3 separate regions of the Zea mays genome follow, and regions 1 and 3 are each linked to region 2. A link is a contact called in public Hi-C data. All regions are on one chromosome and are shown on one strand. Each heading gives the region's core, a stretch centred on a gene start, on an enhancer-like site or on the middle of the called end of the contact. The rest is flanking DNA. Distances are from core to core; before and after follow the strand shown.

What was found. Hi-C and Micro-C count contacts between places; a contact is called where the count stands out from the background.
Region 1: a Hi-C map of leaf shows a contact between it and region 2, with 6 times the contacts expected there. The contact joins the promoter of LOC100284460 here to the promoter of LOC103637688 in region 2. A contact is called at or near these places in 11 of 25 Hi-C or Micro-C datasets (bundle sheath, ear, endosperm and 3 more).
Region 3: a Hi-C map of leaf shows a contact between it and region 2, with 6 times the contacts expected there. The contact joins the promoter of LOC103637686 here to the promoter of LOC103637688 in region 2. A contact is called at or near these places in 10 of 25 Hi-C or Micro-C datasets (ear, endosperm, leaf and 1 more).

The regions. Positions count from the first base shown.
Region 1 is chr1:98,533,012-98,536,534 of Zm-B73-REFERENCE-NAM-5.0, forward strand. LOC100284460 (tetraspanin family protein) reads left to right here and starts at 2,038. Exons shown (of 7, transcript NM_001157355.1): 1 at 2,038-2,061; 2 at 2,180-2,465; 3 at 2,916-3,015; 4 at 3,430-3,510. The coding sequence starts at 2,233.
Region 2 is chr1:98,883,193-98,886,897 of Zm-B73-REFERENCE-NAM-5.0, forward strand. It overlaps LOC103637688 (disease resistance protein RPM1), which reads left to right and starts at 1,521. Exons shown (of 3, transcript XR_004855284.1): 1 at 1,521-1,794; 2 at 3,071-3,705.
Region 3 is chr1:98,427,343-98,431,169 of Zm-B73-REFERENCE-NAM-5.0, forward strand. LOC103637686 (probable methyltransferase PMT2) reads left to right here and starts at 1,289. Exons shown (of 7, transcript XM_008660316.4): 1 at 1,289-1,684; 2 at 2,742-3,387; 3 at 3,578-3,788. The coding sequence starts at 2,746.

The DNA.
Region 1 (3,523 bases), core at 788-3,287, 350 kb before region 2:
ACTCCTCTCTAAGCCACTTGGCAATTATTGTGCTAACACTTAACGAGTTTTTGTGGCTATAAGTTCAAGTTTTACAGAATCACCTATTCACCCCCCCTCTAGGTGCTCTCAGTTATCATTCGACAATCTATTAGCTAGCTGCATCTTATTAGAAAACCTGAGAAACGAATCGACGAGGATGATGTCGCCGCAAAATAAAAAAATTCATCGCATACTTCTAAAGTGACGCAACGCCGTCCTCATGGCCTCGATGCCCCAATCTCGTCGACGCTGATAATGTCCCCGTAACTCTAGATCATCTGACACTAAATCGTAATTGAGTTCTTCAATCTTTACGTACGATGTGATCACGACATCATATATCAGATGATTCACGCAATCTCTCTAGCCTCTCGTTGTTCGTTAGATGTCTGTAGTCATAGTATATAGTGTAGTAGTCTTTGTATTATACATGTGAGTTTTTTAATCTTATAGACTAATGATTGATTATTGATATATTTTATAGAGGGTTCTAAAGTCTACATTTTTGTCTCAAACTTTATCTTACACCGGTATTAAATGATTAAAAAGGCCAAATGATTTGTGATATCAAGTCATCAAAAAGTATCTATCTTTTAGAAAAAACAAAAAAAATAACAGGTGGATAGGTTCATAGAAACAGTGAGATGAGCTATGGATATATTTATGACCAGTAATCTCTATGCTTTAACTAACCCAAATAATGAGCTAGCGGTAGTTGTTGTGGAGAAAGAAGAACCCGCTATTGAGATTTTCTGAAGAAGAGAAAAATGTTGATGCCAATATCAATGATAACAATTTAAGAGGCCTCTATGGTAGTTTTCGTTCAGTGCCCCTAAAATGCTAGGAATGATCCTATGTACAACCACATAAATGGTCTGTATCTTAAGGGGTATTTAAATGAATAAGTTTAAAACACAAAAAATGTATCTTAGTAAAGGAACGTCTCTAGCACAGTTTTTGAGTCTAAGATATGGTTACACTCATACAACCCACATAAATGAATCATTTCTTGAGATGTTCGTAAATAAGATACAAGACTTAGATATATTGAGTTGTATGAACGAGTATATCTAATGCTTAAATAACCAAAAATAATATTTAGGTTGTACGTGCCCTAACAGGTCAAACTTATGATGTGTTTTGTTTGGATTTTGGCTTTTACTTTTGCCCAAAAGCCAAAAGCCGTGCCAAATGGCTGGATCCAGAATCAGTTTTTTCTAGAAGCCGACTCTCTCGCAGTTTAAAACTGAAAGCACCTCTAGACCTACCTTTAGGATGTGTTTGATTGCAATGACAAGACAATGAGATGAGACGATCCCTCAAATAAGATTGTTTGGTTCAAGGTCAAAGGTTGGAACATGACTATCTAGTGTTGTCCCCAATTATCTTTCAAAATTGGAGGGACGAGAGAGTACGCCAAGGGACATCCCTGTTCTTGCTGTCCTGCAACCAAACGTACCCTTAATGACTTTCAAATAAAACTGTGAATATATATATGAACTTTTAGTGGTTTTTTATGATTTACACTAAATAATTTTTAGCTTTTTAATAGCTCAGAGCGTAAACTAGCTTTTTTTCACTCCCAACAACCAAACAAACCCTTCGCCTAACGATAACAACAGCAACACATGCCAATATACCGATGTCATTTGCCATCTCGAATTGCGGAGGCGGCCCATGAGAGGGCAGTTCAGACCTTTCAAGTGACCCGACCGCCAGCGCATATCCACTGCGCACGGGGATAATGGCGAGCACTACCGGCCAGCGCAACCGTCCCCGCGCGTACACCGTCAGCATGGCCGCCGATGCGATAAAAAAATAACTCCAGCTCAAATTCCTAATGCAGCCAGCCCAACCGATCTGCTCCGTCCACTGCCTCAGGCAACGGCACTCCTCGCGCCACCTGGTGGGTCCCTCGTCCACTCCAACTCCACCGCCTCCTTTGCCCCAATCCAGCCGAGTGATTTTTAGTTTATTCACGCGCAAAAAACTAAAAAAGAATTATAAACGGAAGAAGAACGGCAGGCGAAGCATCGCCAGGTAATCAACCCGTCCTCCTGTCCTTCTTCCCCTCACCCACCGCGGGAAATTCGGCGCGATTCGGGCGGTATTAGTTGGAATTCCCCTGAGAATCGGAGCGTTTTTTTGGACTTGGTAGATTGGTATATCGATCGATTGATCGGTGGCGGAGGGAGGGGAGGAGGGCGGCAGATGGCGGCGTGCCGGGGCTTCTTCGAGTGCCTGCTCAGGCTGCTCAACTTCATCCTCACCGTCGCCGGCCTCGCCATGGTCGGCTACGGGATCTACCTGCTCGTCGAGTGGATGAAGATATCTGAGGACGGCAGCAGCGGGGGGTTGACGGCGGAGGTGCTGGTCTCCGGCCGGCCGTTGTTGGGGGCTGTCGCTCTCGGTGACAGCTTCCTCGACATGCTACCCAAAGCATGGTGAGATGGTTGCTTGCTCATGCACCCTTTTTGTTTCTGATGTATCAACGTTGGTTTCGTCCATGTGATCTCGCGACTGATTAGGATTTTGGGTTGTGAGGAACTGCGAGGTTTGCTTAGTAGGGGTGGCAATCACAATTGTGAATAGGACAAGTGTTACTTTAATTTTCCATGTAGTGGATGATTAAGAGGCGAATGTTTGAAATATGCAATGATGTTATGATAGCCAAAACTCTCAGTTGCAAATTGCAGTTTGATGTAGCATTTGTTATTCGCCTTCGGATCGATGAGCTTGTTAGTCAGGCAGTAAATTCTATGTGGATTTGAATTGTTCCAAGTCTCCAGTCGGAACCATTGGTTCTTTAGTTTGGCAATTATGGGTTTGTTATTTGTTTGTTCTTACTGCCAAAACGGTTGTGTTTGACATGGAATCGCCTCTGTTCCCTGCAGGTTTATTTATTTGTTCATTGGTGTTGGTGCTACTGTTTTCCTCGTGTCTCTGTTTGGCTGCATTGGAGCAGGGACAAGAAACACCTGCTGTTTGTGTTTCGTATCCTTTTTAATGTGCCTCTTAGACATCATTCTGTTGTCCTCTCTAAAGAATATTCCATTTGTCATACACAATACACTAAAAAGTACTCCCTCCGTTCTTTTTTATTTGTCGCGGTTTAGTTCAAAAATAAACTAACGGACGACAAATATTTTAAAACGGAGGTAGTACTTGGAATTATGCTGCACATTAAATCCAGACGGGCTATTAGTATCTGAACCTGCTAAACCAACAAATTTTGTTTCTGTACTACTCTGAAACGCCAATCTTATAGAACAGCAGTAGCAGAGGCAATAATATTTTAACTATTTCTGCAGCCCCATGATATTTTGTCAAAGGTAGTTATTTGACTTTTTATAATGATATAAGATCACACTATTAATTCATGCTTGTTTCCTTTGACTTATAAAAAAGTATGCCTTCTTGGTCATATTGTTGATCCTTGCTGAAGCTGGAGCTGCTGCATTCATTTTCTTTGACCATAGCTGGAAAGATGTGAGTATTCTGT
Region 2 (3,705 bases), core at 271-2,770:
AAGTTTTTAGGACCTCGACCAGCAATTTATCCAGAGGGAACCGAAGCCCTGCCTTCATGAGGCTTCTATAAACTACTACCTCATCGGCTTCGGGCAGAGGGACATTATTTTCCCCTCCAGACCTCACAATTGAGATATCACGGAAGTACCTTCCCCTCATTGCATCAATTTTCCCTTGCTTGATAGTTGATTTCCTGAAGACAACATGGCTTGGTCTCCAGGGCCGATCTTCGGCATCTTCATTCCCGCTTTCTACATCAAAGCTTTCACTATCACTGGAACCTTCAGATATTCCAGCTAACATCTCATGTGCAATCTTCTCTGCGTTGGTTTTTTCCATAGCTTCATAAAACTTGGACAGCGTCGGGTCAACAATCTTCTTCTCGTCAGCCATTAAGACGATGGTCGTTGGAATGTCGAAGCTTGAAATTCAATTAAACTCGACAAAGCAAGAAAGTTTAAAACGACAAGCACAATGCAAGCAACTGAAATGGCATAAGAAATGCTTTCAATACAAGCTCCTATTTATATGTCCAGCGCCCCACGGTTTGGTGGGTCCTGCATGTCAGTGTCATTTGCTATTCTAGCGAAGGGAAGGTGTTTTTTTAGACCTTCGGCTAAAGGCCTTCGTTCACGTCGCAGTCTAAATTTGTCACAAAGAAACAAATTAATATAGCGAGGGGCTACTGTTGGGGGCCTTCTTCCTCCGAAGGTCCTCAAAAACACGACTAATCATATGTTTCTAGTGTGACATGGGTTATTTCATAGTGGAGCTTCGGCTTCGGATGAAGGTTTTCTCTTATGACAAGATGGAAATACAATCCGAAGGTGATGAAATTGGACGACGAAACTATAGCCAAAAAGCTTCGACTTGAAGTGATGACGAAGACCAAGTACGATGATGGACGAGAAGGGACAAAGACTACTTAATCCCTAATATTTCATATTATGTTCATAGATGAGTGTTAAGGGTATAAATGTATTTTCACTCGGGTTGCGTCTCGTGCCTATAAATAGATGAACAGTAGCACCGTACTGTTCACGCTGGATTGTATTCACTTTCTCGCATCCTCACCTCCGAGCAAGACGAAGGTATTATTGTAATATTAACATTGTTGATATTTATTTATGTTTTATAAAATGCAAGAATAAATGAATTAAGATATGGTTATCACACTTATTCCTTCGTATTCTTATCCTTGTATTAGTATGATGAAGGTACGTCCTTCTCCACCTTCGTCTGAAAGACATTATAGTTGTAAGGAGATAATGCCTCGAAGTACAAAGGTTTTTTATGATTAATAATTGTGTTTCCTTGTTCTTAACTCACAGTATTTGAGAACAAGTGACCACCAAGGACGGTGATGGCTGTGATGGTGGCCGGACTGGGTGCTGACGGCTGGGAGTTGGGAGAAGTGAGGGAGAAAAATCTAACCCTGATACTATGTAAGGTTGTGTAGACTGTTTGTATAGAGTGGTTACATATAAATAGACTTGGAATCTTAACCTAATGGACCGAGGGCAGTGGTGTCAACCCACACATAGGACTAGTTTGGGAAAAAACGGAGGTGGTTGAAGGGTTAAAATCTCCTTATTTAAAAATAAAGAAGAGAATTTTAGTGCTGCATTGCCCTTACACGGTGTCTAACATCTGCTTGTGGACTTTGACTCGTACTTCAGCGACCCGAGCCCCCGACAATCCCTCGCCGAATTCCAGAATCCAGAGCAAGGGTATCACCTCGACCTCAGTTACTGATCGGAGCCGCTCCTGGCGCTTGGTTTCTATTGGATGCGGTGAGTTCCTTTGTAACCCCTCTCAGATCCCCTCCAAGCTTAAAGACCATATAGAAACACAATCCGTATTCAGCTGTTAGCTTAAAGCTTATTGAATGGTTGGACTGGCTCCAAGATCCAACGTCATCTTCTAGGATTTATAGCATTGTGCTAATTTTTGGGAAATTGAAGGGTCAGTTTAAACTAAAAAAACTCGGATTTACAATAGCATAGCTAAACCAACTCTTCTTTTTTCTTGGTGAGTTGGTGGACTGTCGCTTATGAAGTTCTCCCTTTTTCCAATCATGCTGAATAAGAGAGGAAACTCGGAACTTGCTAACTTACTGTTTCTTGTGTTCATTAAGTTGTATGTAGCCTTGTAGCTAGGTGTACAATTTACCAAGCTCATGAAATATTCGATGACCATTCCCTCCAAGTCCAACCACAAAAAGTGATGTTTATGGTTGTCTAATGTCAACCACTCCAAACTTTAACTATTATTTACTTTTTTATATATTGAGCTTCAATGTTTGAAAGAGCAGAATTCTCTTTAAAAATAGTTTCATAAAAATTCACATTTTCTATATTTATAGTTATATTAGAAGAAAAGGTAGAGGCCAAACTTTGGAACTTGATTTCATACAACTTCAGAACGAGGGAATGTCATCTAGGATCCCACCCTATTCATCAAATTTGTGATTACTGCATTCGGGCATGATAAGTTCTAAACTTTCCTTGGATCCATAAATTAGTATATGTGCAGTCGTGTACTAGCTAATTTGTAACACATTATGCTTCGTTTTCATGTACACCTTCACCATTCTAGTTTTCAATAGGTAAAGTTGTGGATCCTAAAATTTACAGCTAGGCATAGCCTTATATGTGCACTACAGAAGTAATGTCTATTTTTATTTTTTTGCATAATTATAGAATAAGTTGTCATGTGCTTGTCAAAACAGGGTGTGATGCAGTTAGGGGCACCAAAGAAATTGAACCATCAGTTCGATAAGAGTACATAAAAGGTAGAGACAATATTTTACTTTTGTCCTACATATACAATTATATATATGTATTCTATAAGGGTCCACCTAATGCTAATTAAAAGGAACCTGACATCTGATTATCTTATGAGTAGGGTATGTTCATGTACACTAACAGATCCTAGGCATGCTGTTATAAACTTTGCTCTTTCAGCTTGTCCGTCAGAGGAAAAATAATTTCTTTCATTTTTCGAGTCTCTGGTAAATCATTGTGTTGGCTGCGCATCCACCTTAACATTTTGTTTTTTCCCTTTTAGGATCAATGCATTTCAACACTGAGAAGAAGCCAACAGTTCAATGGCAGAGGGTGTTGTTGGCATCCTTATTCTGAAGCTTGGTTCAGCCTTGTTTTTAGAGGCTTGCAGGCTTGGCACAAAACAGCTCTACCATGAAGCTTCAGCCCTTGGCAGGCTCTTTGGTGAGATCCGTGATATCAAGGAGGAATTGGAGAGCATGCAATCTTTTCTACAAGGAGCTGAGAGATTCAAAGATACTGACAACAACACTGCCAACTTTATCAAGAAGATTCGTGGCCTTGCTTTCGACATTGAAGATGTTATCGATGAGTTTATCTACAAGATGGAGGACAAGCATGGCAGTTTTGCTACAAAGATGAATCGTCGGATTAATCGTATTTGGACATGGCGACGTCTCACGTCCAAATTGCAAAAGATCAAACTGAAACTAGAGAATGTTGATAAGAGAAATGTTCGATATGACATGAGAGGAATTGCTAGAGAAGATGGAAGCAGTGATGCTCATCATAGATCTACCGACCAGATTTCTTACTTCCCCAAAGAGGAAAATCTTGTGGGCATTGATGAAAACAAGGAGTTATTGATGAATTGGCTAAGGGGTGATCTACATCAGCAAAGTGTAATTACAACAGTAT
Region 3 (3,827 bases), core at 39-2,538, 460 kb before region 2:
CCTTCAGAAAACTCCAATCACTCCAAGAGCATACACAACTCCGACATTTTGCGATGACGTAGTTTAATGATTCTAGTGAGATCCAAGTGCTGTTTTGAGCTGTTTTCTTGTGACACTTATGTTTGCGCTCTCGTGTGTATTAGTTATGCATGCATGGTTAAATAGTTAGTTGTTAGTGCATATTTGTGCTATAATTGTTACATGACCGAGAAAGTAGGTTGATATTAGCTCATATATTGGCAATGGAGTTAGTTTGTTGCTGTTGTTATATTACTTAGAAAGCTTCATGAGGTATATAGGTATTTCAAATGCAGTTCTTAGTTGTATTGTTAAATGTTTGTAGGTTTTTATAATTATTTACATTGTTGTAGGTAAAATGCCAGACATAGTGTGGGAGGATGGAGAGAAGATTGGTCAAGATTTGAAATGCAAGTATTGTCATGAAGGGAAAAATGGTGGCAGTGCTACTTGTTTCATGGAGCATTTAGCACATCAAAAGAAGGATGCCATGAATTATCCATTCGTTCCTCTTGAAATAAAGAAATTCTTTACTCGTGAGCTAGACAAGACAAAGGAAAAGAAGAGGCAGAGGATTCAGCAGAGGCAATGTGCAAATGAAGAAGTAAGAACTCATTATGCCGAAGAACAAGATGATGATTATGATGCTGAACTTCAGTCTGCACTACATCAGTCTCGACTCTCGAGAGGAGCATGAGTTCAGTCAAAAAGCTGGTGCATAGTATGATAGGGATGGTGGATCTAGGTCGAGTTAGCGGGCACCGCAAGGATCTGGCCCACTGCCTAAGATGTTTAGAAGGACTCGGTCACAAGTTCTAGAGCAGGTTAAAGATTACAGTCTTGGTGTAAGCTGTGGACCACGTTAACAAAGGATAGACACTGGTCCATGGACGAGTAAGGATACAAGGTCAAGAGAGATTCTTGGTAGGGCTTGGACTAATGCTTGTCATGCCATTGATATTCGTAGTAGATAGGTGGATAACTCTTACTTTATGGCAGCAATTATTGAGAGTAAAAAACAAGGTCAGAAAACATGGAGTTTGACACACTCGTTCTTAATAATTTATCCTAACTATCTCTAGCAGGTTACTCATCTCTATACCTATATTTAAACTCTATTATGTAAATAGTGCAGTCTACATAATAGAATAATAAAAACAGTGTTTTAGATAAACTATAGATAGATTGATAGATTGATGAACATGGTCTAAAAACAAAATGAGACAGCCTGACATGCCTTGTGGCCTTCCTTGTCTTGTCTCGACGCCCCGCTCTGGCGCTCTCCATTCCGTGACGCTGCTGCTGCAGCAGCGCGCGATTAAAAAATAATAAGGTCAAAGCCGCTGCGCCGGCAGGCGGCAGCGACCAACCCCACCAATTTCCGAACCCAACTCAACCCCGAGGCCCGCGCCCTCTCCGCCCGGCGCAGCGGCTGCGAGCTTGAAGCCGTCACCGCCCCCGCCGCCGAGGCGAACTCGAAGCTGCCTCCGCCACGGCGAGCTCGAGCCATTCCTGCGTTGCTGAACCGCCCCCGCCGTCTTCCTTGAAGAGAGAGAGAGAGAGACACACACACAGAGGGAGGGAGGGAGGGAGATTTGCTTCCTCCTCCTGCGCCGCTCCATTTTGAAATCGATCCCGTTCGTTTCGGTTGCCTTCGGCCTCGGCGGTGGGTCCTAGACTCCTAGGTAGCTCGGTTGTTGTTTCTACGATTCACCTCGTTTTTATTACGTTGTTGATTTGGTCCACCGCAGTGGAGTCGTGGAATCAGGACGCCAGGCGCGTTGCGTGAGGTTGGGGATTGTAATGGTTGCCTAGCATAGTTGCTCAGTCCTCAGCTGTAGTTCAGGAGCAACTGTTCCTGCTCCCTTGTTGCCGTTCCACCTGGGATCGTGTTGGGATCGATCACAAACCGAACAATTGTCGGCAATCTGTGCTTATTTACCTCCAATTCTAATTTCATGGACTTAGATTTGCTCAAAGCTTCACACTAATAAACAAATCAGGCAGGGATCTGAAATGGTTAGGCATAGTCACATGATTGAGGTTGATGCACATATCTGAGTGTTAATAAACTTGTTCTCAGGACTGGCACGCTGGCTGGGTAGTTTATCATTTATCTTCACAGAAGGAAGTTTCTCTATTGGAACTTTAGCATACACGGGGGTCAGAATCTCAAATTTCCACCTGATAATATTCCTTCAATACTCAATAGTATATTAGTATGCTAATCTAGTTCACTACTTTATTAATCTAATTTCATCCATTCTGTTGGAACAAGTTTAAAGTCAAAGGGATCATCCCTCACTTGTAAATCAAATCCAGTACTTAGTTCATGTTTCCTTTCAGTATCTCTTAGCTGTGTTTTAGAATTCTAGTTCATTAGTGCTGATGTCCTGTTGAGAAGATAATCGTATGCCATATTTGAAGTGAATAACTAATCACTTTCCTGTGGTAAATTCAGATTCATGAGAAACTCGCATCTCACACTAATATTCTAATTCAGCAATTTGTTATGAGCTCCAGTCTGTTGGAACAATATCAAAGCCAAAGGAATTATCCTTCACCTAAAATTCAGATCTTAGTTAGTCTATACTCTATTTGATTAATCTGTTGTTTATGTTTTCAACATCCAGCTTATTATGTGATACCTTGTTCATAAGATCACCGTGTACTGCAATGATCCAATTCATTTGAAGTGATGCTTAACGATTTTCTATGTTCAGGTTCATGAGGGGTTCAAGAATGAATCCAGGTGACCGTAGAACGCGGAGCACGATGACGATAGTAATTGTGATGGGTTTATCATGCTTCTTTTACATACTAGGTGCTTGGCAGAAAAGTGGGACAGGAAGGGGTGATAGCATAGCTCTGAGAGTTAACCAAGAAACTGACTGTACAATCTTGCCAAATTTGCACTTTGAGACCCATCATACCATAAGTGGCGCTAATCCATTGATCATGTCCAATAAAATGATTGAGCCATGCCACATCCGATACAGTGACTATACTCCTTGTCAAGACCAGAACCGAGCAATGGCCTTTCCTAGACAAAACATGACATACAGAGAAAGGCATTGTCCTGTAGAGAATGAGAAACTGCATTGTCTCATCCCAGCACCAAAAGGATATGTCACCCCTTTCTCTTGGCCCAAGAGCCGTGACTATGTTCCATATGCAAATGCTCCGTATAAGAGTCTGACAGTTGAGAAAGCTGTTCAGAACTGGATCCAATATCAGGGAGATGTGTTCAAATTTCCAGGAGGAGGAACAATGTTTCCCAATGGAGCGAATGCTTACCTTGATGAACTTGCATCCATCATCCCACTCGCTGATGGCACTATCAGAACTGCACTTGATACTGGATGTGGGGTATGCTCTCTCACCAGATCTTGTTATATTTTACTCCCTTTAAGATGTGTCTTATATACTTCATAGTTTATAGTTCCAAGGCATTTAGATATTGATCTTTTTAGTAAGACTTATCTTCATTTTCTTGTAAACTAGCCTTAATTACTTTGATCCATCCATAGCTGGGAGTAACAGTTCTGACCACATACAGGTTGCAAGCTTCGGAGCTTATCTAATGGACAGAAATGTATTAACCATGTCATTTGCACCCAGAGATTCACATGAAGCTCAGGTTCAATTTGCGTTGGAGCGAGGTGTCCCTGCAGTAATTGGAGTACTTGGAACTATAAAGGTCCCATACCCCTCTAGATCTTTTGATATGGCTCATTGCTCACGCTGTTTAATCCCATGGGAGTCAAATGGTGAGCAGTAAAACTATCCATATTCATAAGAGTTAAATA